2 separate regions of the Mus musculus genome follow, and region 1 is linked to region 2. The links are chromatin contacts, called in public Hi-C maps. All regions are on one chromosome and are shown on one strand. The core of a region is the stretch at or near the end of the contact, and the rest is flanking DNA. Distances in the headings are between cores, read along the strand shown.

Evidence for each region. Hi-C and Micro-C count contacts between places; a contact is called where the count stands out from the background.
Region 1: a Hi-C map of cerebellum shows a contact between it and region 2, with 1.7 times the contacts expected there. The contact joins two enhancer-like sites. A contact is called at or near these places in 1 of 15 datasets of contacts at CTCF or cohesin (the NIH/3T3 cell line), 3 of 484 Hi-C or Micro-C datasets (cerebellar granule neurons, cerebellum and myocytes) and 1 of 115 datasets of contacts at active chromatin or transcription factors (astrocytes).

Annotation. Positions count from the first base shown.
Region 1 is chr14:71,672,213-71,675,670 of GRCm38.p6, forward strand. All of the region lies in intron 1 of Gm34819 (a long non-coding RNA gene), which reads left to right. Among named protein-coding and RNA genes, the nearest start is that of Gm34819, 53 kb to the left of the region's middle. Within about 2 kb of position 1,784, at least 2 of the 459 cell types and tissues checked have an H3K27ac peak or open chromatin away from gene starts, as enhancers often do. A contact at or near this core is called in cerebellum, where this site is marked.
Region 2 is chr14:70,961,658-70,965,031 of GRCm38.p6, forward strand. All of the region lies in intron 4 of Gfra2 (glial cell line derived neurotrophic factor family receptor alpha 2), which reads left to right. Among named protein-coding and RNA genes, the nearest start is that of Gm34588, 22 kb to the left of the region's middle. Within about 2 kb of position 1,759, at least 56 of the 459 cell types and tissues checked have an H3K27ac peak or open chromatin away from gene starts, as enhancers often do. A contact at or near this core is called in cerebellum, where this site is marked.

The sequences.
Region 1 (3,458 bases), core at 534-3,033, 710 kb after region 2:
AGTGGTTTCTGTGTCAGCTACACTGAATCAAACATGCTCAAATATTAGCCTGTGAGTATGGCAACCAGAGAACCCACCTCAGAAACAGAAAGCAGTCTCTGTGTTTAAAGGGTTTCTTATGTTTTGCAAATATAAGGGAAGCTATGCATAAATTACCTTTGAAAGAGGGAGATGGATGGGAGATGAGCTGTTACACATTTCACTGAAAGAGGGGAATCATTGGATTGCTTGTACCCCATCTCAGAGGGAAAGCAAAGGGGGGCAAAGAAGAGACTGGCTCCTGAGAGCCAGAGAAGTGAGGCAGAGTGAAAGAGGAAAGGCCTGCTCTGTGAGACCTGCAGAAAGCAAGGGAATTCTGTCATTTCCTCTCTCCAGAAGTCTAGGTACTTCCAGCTATGTAACCTTCATCTCTTCTGCTTTCTTGTGAGGGAGTAAACATATGGAAGGTCTCAGCACAGGGAGACTAGGGTGCTGGCTCCCAGCCTTTGGCATTAGGCTGTCAACCTGTGACAGTCAGCCACCTTCCTAACTACTGATGCATGATATGTAATTGTAAATTAATTTAGCCATTAATTAAAAAAAATCATTTAGTAAAGATGAATAATGTATACTACGAATCAGGCATTATTCTAAGTGCTTTGCAGGTGATAATTTATTTAACTGCTCTAAATTGCTATTATATAAGGAAGAGGAAAGTGAAGAGCAAGGAGATCCCCTTTTTCAGGGACACGCCTTAGCCAGACAAGGAAGGAATCACACCTTGATATACATGCTCCTCTCTTTGAGCTCAGGAGACCCTGACTTACTTCTAACCTGACATGGCAAAGGTGATGGATGTCACTGTGTGGCCATGCTTTTTAGGTTCTCTGAAGCATCTAAGAGGGTTGTCATTTATGGGAAATGACACATGGCAAGGATATGGGTAGCCACCACTAAGAGCTGAGGTCAGCCCTTTAACAACCAGTTTCTAAATTCCGTCAAGACTTCAGGAGTTGAGAGAAGACCCCAAATCTAGAACTCACCTTGAAGATAGCATCCCTGAACAGGGGAACCTAAGCCATGCTTCTGACCCTCCTAAACCCTGGGTTAATGAACATGAACTATTTTAACCTCTTAAGTGTGTGGGGATATGTCACATGGTTCTAGAACCCTGACACAGTGGCTAAACTAGGCTATAAACCAGTGACTACCACACTCTTGTATGCTATATCTCCTGTCCACAGGAAGATCTCATATGTCTTCATCTGGACATCTGATTCTTTATTTCCATCTGTGACTAGGAGACTTGAGACTCTCGGGGAGGAGTTGAGAAGAGTGGAATTGTGACAGTCACCATGCCACAGCTGTAGGAGCATCCATGAGAAGCCCATGGCCTTTTTTGTTCATCCTTTGCTTCAGGTTCTGGTCCTCTCTATGTCTCTCATGCCCCTCTTTAGGTCCCAGCTCACTTCCTGTCCTTCTGTCCTTCACTGAGTACCTAATACAGCCTAGACACTGGGCTAGACCTAGAAGGCAAAAGCTTTTAAAGTCCATGTTCTTTATTTCTCTACTTCTTCTTCTCCTGTTATTCATAGAAACCAACATTTTTTTTCCTCTTAAGAAAGGCCTAGGCTCCACCCCCTCCAATTTACCCACTATTCTCAGCATTTCTTTCCAGTATATACAGCCTTACCTTACTAAAGGTAAGCACAGCACCTTGCTGCGATGATCACAGAGAGCTGAAAGACTGGAGGAGAGCCCAGGGGATGGCTGCCCCTCTGCTGACCTTCTCCATCTGGCCTCTTTCTCAGACAGAAACAGAGAATATGGTCAGTGAAAAAATAGGCCCTGGCACCTTCACCAGAAGGTAGGTAAACCATGCCAACATTACTTGTCCTCTGGCCAATGGATGGGTGGCACAGTGCCCAGGAGCCCTTGTTATGATACGAGACAATGAAACCACTCTCAGCCTTGAATTCTTTGCAATTTTAAAAGAGCATTTCAGCTAGATTTCAATGTCCATTGTGTTTGCAGGTATATACACACATACACACACATACCTCCCCACATATGTAAAATCATGTACAGGCACATAAATCCAGTCACAGTACTATAGACACACATTTGTACACTCATACATATACAAGCACACATGCATGAATTCCCCATAAATACACATATACTGACACAAACACACATATGCACAGAACACACATACCCAAACATAATACCCCTCAGCAGTTGCACATGCACACATATAAATACCGTGTATTCATATAAGTGTGTGCCTGCTTGTGTTCTAATCCAAGGAATAAATCCCATGCTTCCTTTCTAATATTTCTGAGCAAGCTTTTGGACTAAGCAGCTCCCTGCTTGCTACTCTGCACCTGAAGCTTAAGCCTCATTAATTTGATGCTCTTTTCTATTCTTTGATCGGTGTACATAGGCTAAAAAACACCGACCTCAGCCCAAAAATTCTTAGAAAGATCAATGGTGGCAGTGTATGTGCATGCGCTTTCTGGGCTGTAAAGGGATAAACAAAATGAAAAGCAGCTGAGTGTGCTAGCTGAGGCCAGTTCATTTGTTCTGTGTGCAGGGTATACAAAATGGCAATCCAGGAAGCCTGCCATTTGCATGCTTGTTCTGTATTCAGGCTTTTAATACAATTCTGGAAATGCCTTGCTCTTTTAGATCCTCAGAGGATTGCTTGTGTGCGTCTCAGTTATTGTATCTGGGCTGAGGGCTAGAAAAGACCTCACATCCACAGTGTGGAGAGCCATGAGAGCAAACAGCATACCTCATGTCCAGGGAAGGAAGAAGGGAGTAGCTACAATTGGAAGCCATAGAGCTATAGTTCAACTGGGCTGGAATGGCTCAGCTTAGGAGCTTTGGGTGTCCCTTTAGCGGACTACCTCAGGCCATGTGCCATCATTATGACTTGAGGACTCAGAGTTCTACTGTGGACAGAGCTGGTCAGGGGCACTGGGCAGAACAGGTGTCTCCATATCTGTAGGGATATGGAGGAAATCCTCTGAGGATCTGAGACTTTCTAGCAGTGATCTCTGTGAGCCTGAGGCTGATCCTCTGTATCACAGTAGTCCTAGACAGATTCTCAGACATTATAGGAAAGACTTCTAGGGTACACTTAATGAGGGCAGAGAAGCCTGTCACTCTAAATAATCACTGTGCTGTATAGGAATTATCATTGGCAGGTCTTAGCCACTTATATTTGTAGATGATGATTACAGATTATAATCAGTTTTAGCTTATTCCTAGTGATTGTTCCTAAGAGAAGATGCACTAAGAATTTGGATTCTTCATCTTTAAACTAGTCTGAAGATTTGGGGTTCCAGTCCTATGATAACAGCTCACATGACTCTGACCTATTTTATTACCTTGGTTCCTCCCAACACTGAGCATATCAAGACTCAGACTCAGGCTGATTAAATCCAACACTGGCTGTTTACTTATGAAGCACT
Region 2 (3,374 bases), core at 509-3,008:
TGTAAAGGTGTGGTAGCCTGGGCCAAGTCAGAATGTCACTAATAAAAGACAGGAACCTGTGTCCTTTTCTTTTGGATAATACCACATACAAAGCAGTCATAAGGGCATGTCCCTATAACTATGTACTATGTGTTTCTTTGGACGCAGGAGTGTGTGCGTGTGTGTGTGTGTGTGTGTGTATGTGTGTGTGTGTGTGTGTGCATGCACACATATATACATGTGTATAGAAGCATGCTACCACAATTTTCCTAGGGCTTTTTTTCTTCCAAGTCTGGGGCATAAAGCAGGAGTATTTAAAGCTGAAGCCAGAAGGCAGGATCTGAAGGGCACCCACAAGCCCAACTCAGCAGCTTGTGCAGATTGCCACACTTGAGACTCAGAGCCTGCCATTCCAGCATCTGAAGGCTTGGTAGTGAGATTACCAGCTTTGATGCAGCAATTTTAGGCAGTGTATGTTTGGGGCGGAGCCTAGAGAATTTGCATGCCTAGCAATTTCTGGCCAATGACAGTGCTGGTAGTCTGTTTACTACACTTTGAGAAGGGTGTTATGTGGCTTGCTTTCTGCTTACCAGCTCTGTTCTTTCTCCTTTGATCAGGGCACCTGTGGCAGCAGATTAAAGAGATAGCATGCCCCAGGGTAGGGCAATTGAGGGCAGGGAGGTAAGAGTGGGTAGGTGGGTGGAGGAATACCCTCATAGAAGCAGGGGGAGGGAGGATAGGATAGGAGGTTTCAGAGGGGAGGGGGCAGAACTGGGAAAAGGGATAACAATTGAAATGTAAATAAAGAAAATATCCAATAAAAATATCAAATAGAAAAAAAAGAGGTAGGATGCCAAGTAAAATTTGAATTCCAGATTCAAAAAACTTTTTTCTAGTATAAATATGTCTGAGATGTAAAATAATAATAATAATAATCATAGTAATAGTAATAATAACAAAATTTATCTGAAATTCAAATGAGATGAACATGCTGCATCTAATATGACCACCTTTTCATCAAATTAGGGTCAAGTGTCTCTCTCCTGCTGCTTCCCTGTGATTGAATAGGCCACAGCTGTTGATGAACCAGGCCCAGAGAGGGCTCGTGATTTTGGGGCAATCCACCTGCTCCCCTGAGCTCAGCTGAGAGGAATTTAGTTTGTGTGCATTTCCACTCTCTTGATGGCTCTCTGCTCTTTTCTCTCTGCTTATCTGCCTGTTTTTTCCTCTCAGTGATTTCTTTACCCCACCTCTTTTCTGGAGGGCAGGAGGGGGGACCTTAAATCTGAAGTGGGGGACTGATCCGGGAAAGATCAGCTCTTGGCAGCAGAAACAGAATCCAAGAGACCAGTGATATCTCAGGGTCTGGGGGATGAGTGGCATTTTGCCTAGAGGAGGTGGCGATCACCAATTGGCACCCCACATATAATGGTTTGGGCTGGAGTGCTCGTGTGGTTGATTCTCCTTGTGCTGGAGTTGGAGTATGTAAAGGGCCTGAAGGAAATTGACTCCACTTGGTCTCTTGTTCTGGCAGAGGAAGCTCGCTGCTGTGGGTTTATCACAGATTGAGAGGCAGAGAGAAACTTGAGCAATCAAAGGCCTCCTGGAGACTTGGACTTGGCAACCTTCTAAATGGCCCCATTTGTCCCCTTTGCTTGCCAAGCTGCCTTGATGCTGAGAGTGGCTAAGATGACAGCAGAAGGCCTAGCTGCTTCCCTCCCTTCCCGTCCCCTCACCAACCAAATCCACATCCTTTACTTTTGAACAGTATCACGTCTGGGGTTCCTGACACTAACCACCAGACTTCTTTGAGGGCAGTAGGCTGGAGCCACACTGAGATGATACTGAGATGGTGTTTTCACTTTACATTACCCTGGGGGCCTGGCTGCGGGGGCTCTGCGCACGGTTCCTAAGTTTCCAGAGCCCCTGCTTTTTTCCCTGCGTTCATCGTGGCATGGGAAGGATCAGTGGATTCAGGAGGGCAGGGTCTTCCTGGGATCCACCAAGCAGGCCTTTGGAGCCCTCCCTTCTCATGACATGCTCACATTGCCCACACAGGATAAAGTGGTGTGTTTCTGTTCTCTGTGGGTCATGAATAGTCATTTCCTGTTTGCGATTGCCAGGCAGAGCGCTGAGGGAGAAAGCGGTAAAGATGATGATTCCTATCTACATTGGGAGCTGCTTTGTACAGTATCTCTCACCGCTTTATTGAAGCTCTGGGCAAGCGTAGCTTTCTACTTAAGTGGGGACACTGAGTACCAGAGACATAGCCAGTGAGCCTCAGGTCACACAATAGAACAAGAGCTTGCGCACCATCATGTGACAGATGGCTCTCCCAGCAGCTGGACCAGTATCCTTCTTGCCAGCTCAGGAACCCCTCTGGCTACAATCCTTGGAGGGGTCTGTACTCTTTCACCTTCTGTTCTCTGGCTTGCACCGTCACCCCCACTTCTCCTATAGAGCCAGGCTGATCTCTCCTTTGCTGGTGAAATGTCCTAGATATCTCTCAAGTGACATTTTTCATTTCCTCCCATGTATATTTCCACTTCTCCAGCCTTTGAGTTGGTGGTTTTGAGAGGTTCCTGGCACTTCGAAGCCAGACAAATATATGCGGTGTTCCTAGTGTCGTGTGATCTTGGAGTCAAACTTTTGAGAGAGGACAAGGCCGTTCTGGATGCTGGTGTCAATGGGAGCAGTTCAAGAGGCTTCCAACAGCTACAGGTCTAGCTGGAACCCTCAGCTCAGTTCTGGGCAGATGATGTTATTTGTAAGGAACTGAGAGGATAGTAGCATTTCACCAAAGCCCTGTGCCGTAATCAGAGGGGTGGAGAGCCTTGAACATGTCATGGGGTTCCCTTCTGATTCCATATTGATGTGCTTACCATTCCCATCGTCACTCTGTCAGACACAGGCCAGGGGATCTGCTCCTAGTTGGAGCAAAGATGAGGGATAGCTACCATCCATGACTATTAACAGGGCCTTAGAGGATGTGGATGAAGAAATACGTAAATAATAATATTAGCAGTGGATGTTCTTATTGGGAAGATCAAACAAAGCAATGTCAGCAAGTCTCTGTGCTGTTGAGTTGCCTGGTCTAGGCTTTCTGTGTGGTTGCACTGAGAAAAAGGACAAATCCAACATGATCATGGAAAAAGAACCTCTGTGTTGAAGGTTTCGGTGGCTTTGGGGATGCAGGAAGTAGGAGATAGAGTCCATACATGCCCACATGGAATTGAAATGGACTCTTGCATTTCAGTTAGAGGGTGTGTTTAAATAACCCGTAGAGAAGATGTTTAAACAGCTTCATAGAGAAGATGGTAAACAGTGGTTGCTCACGATATAGGATTCTACAGGACCTCCATTCTGCCTTTATGTTCTCCTGTTGCTTCTGTCTG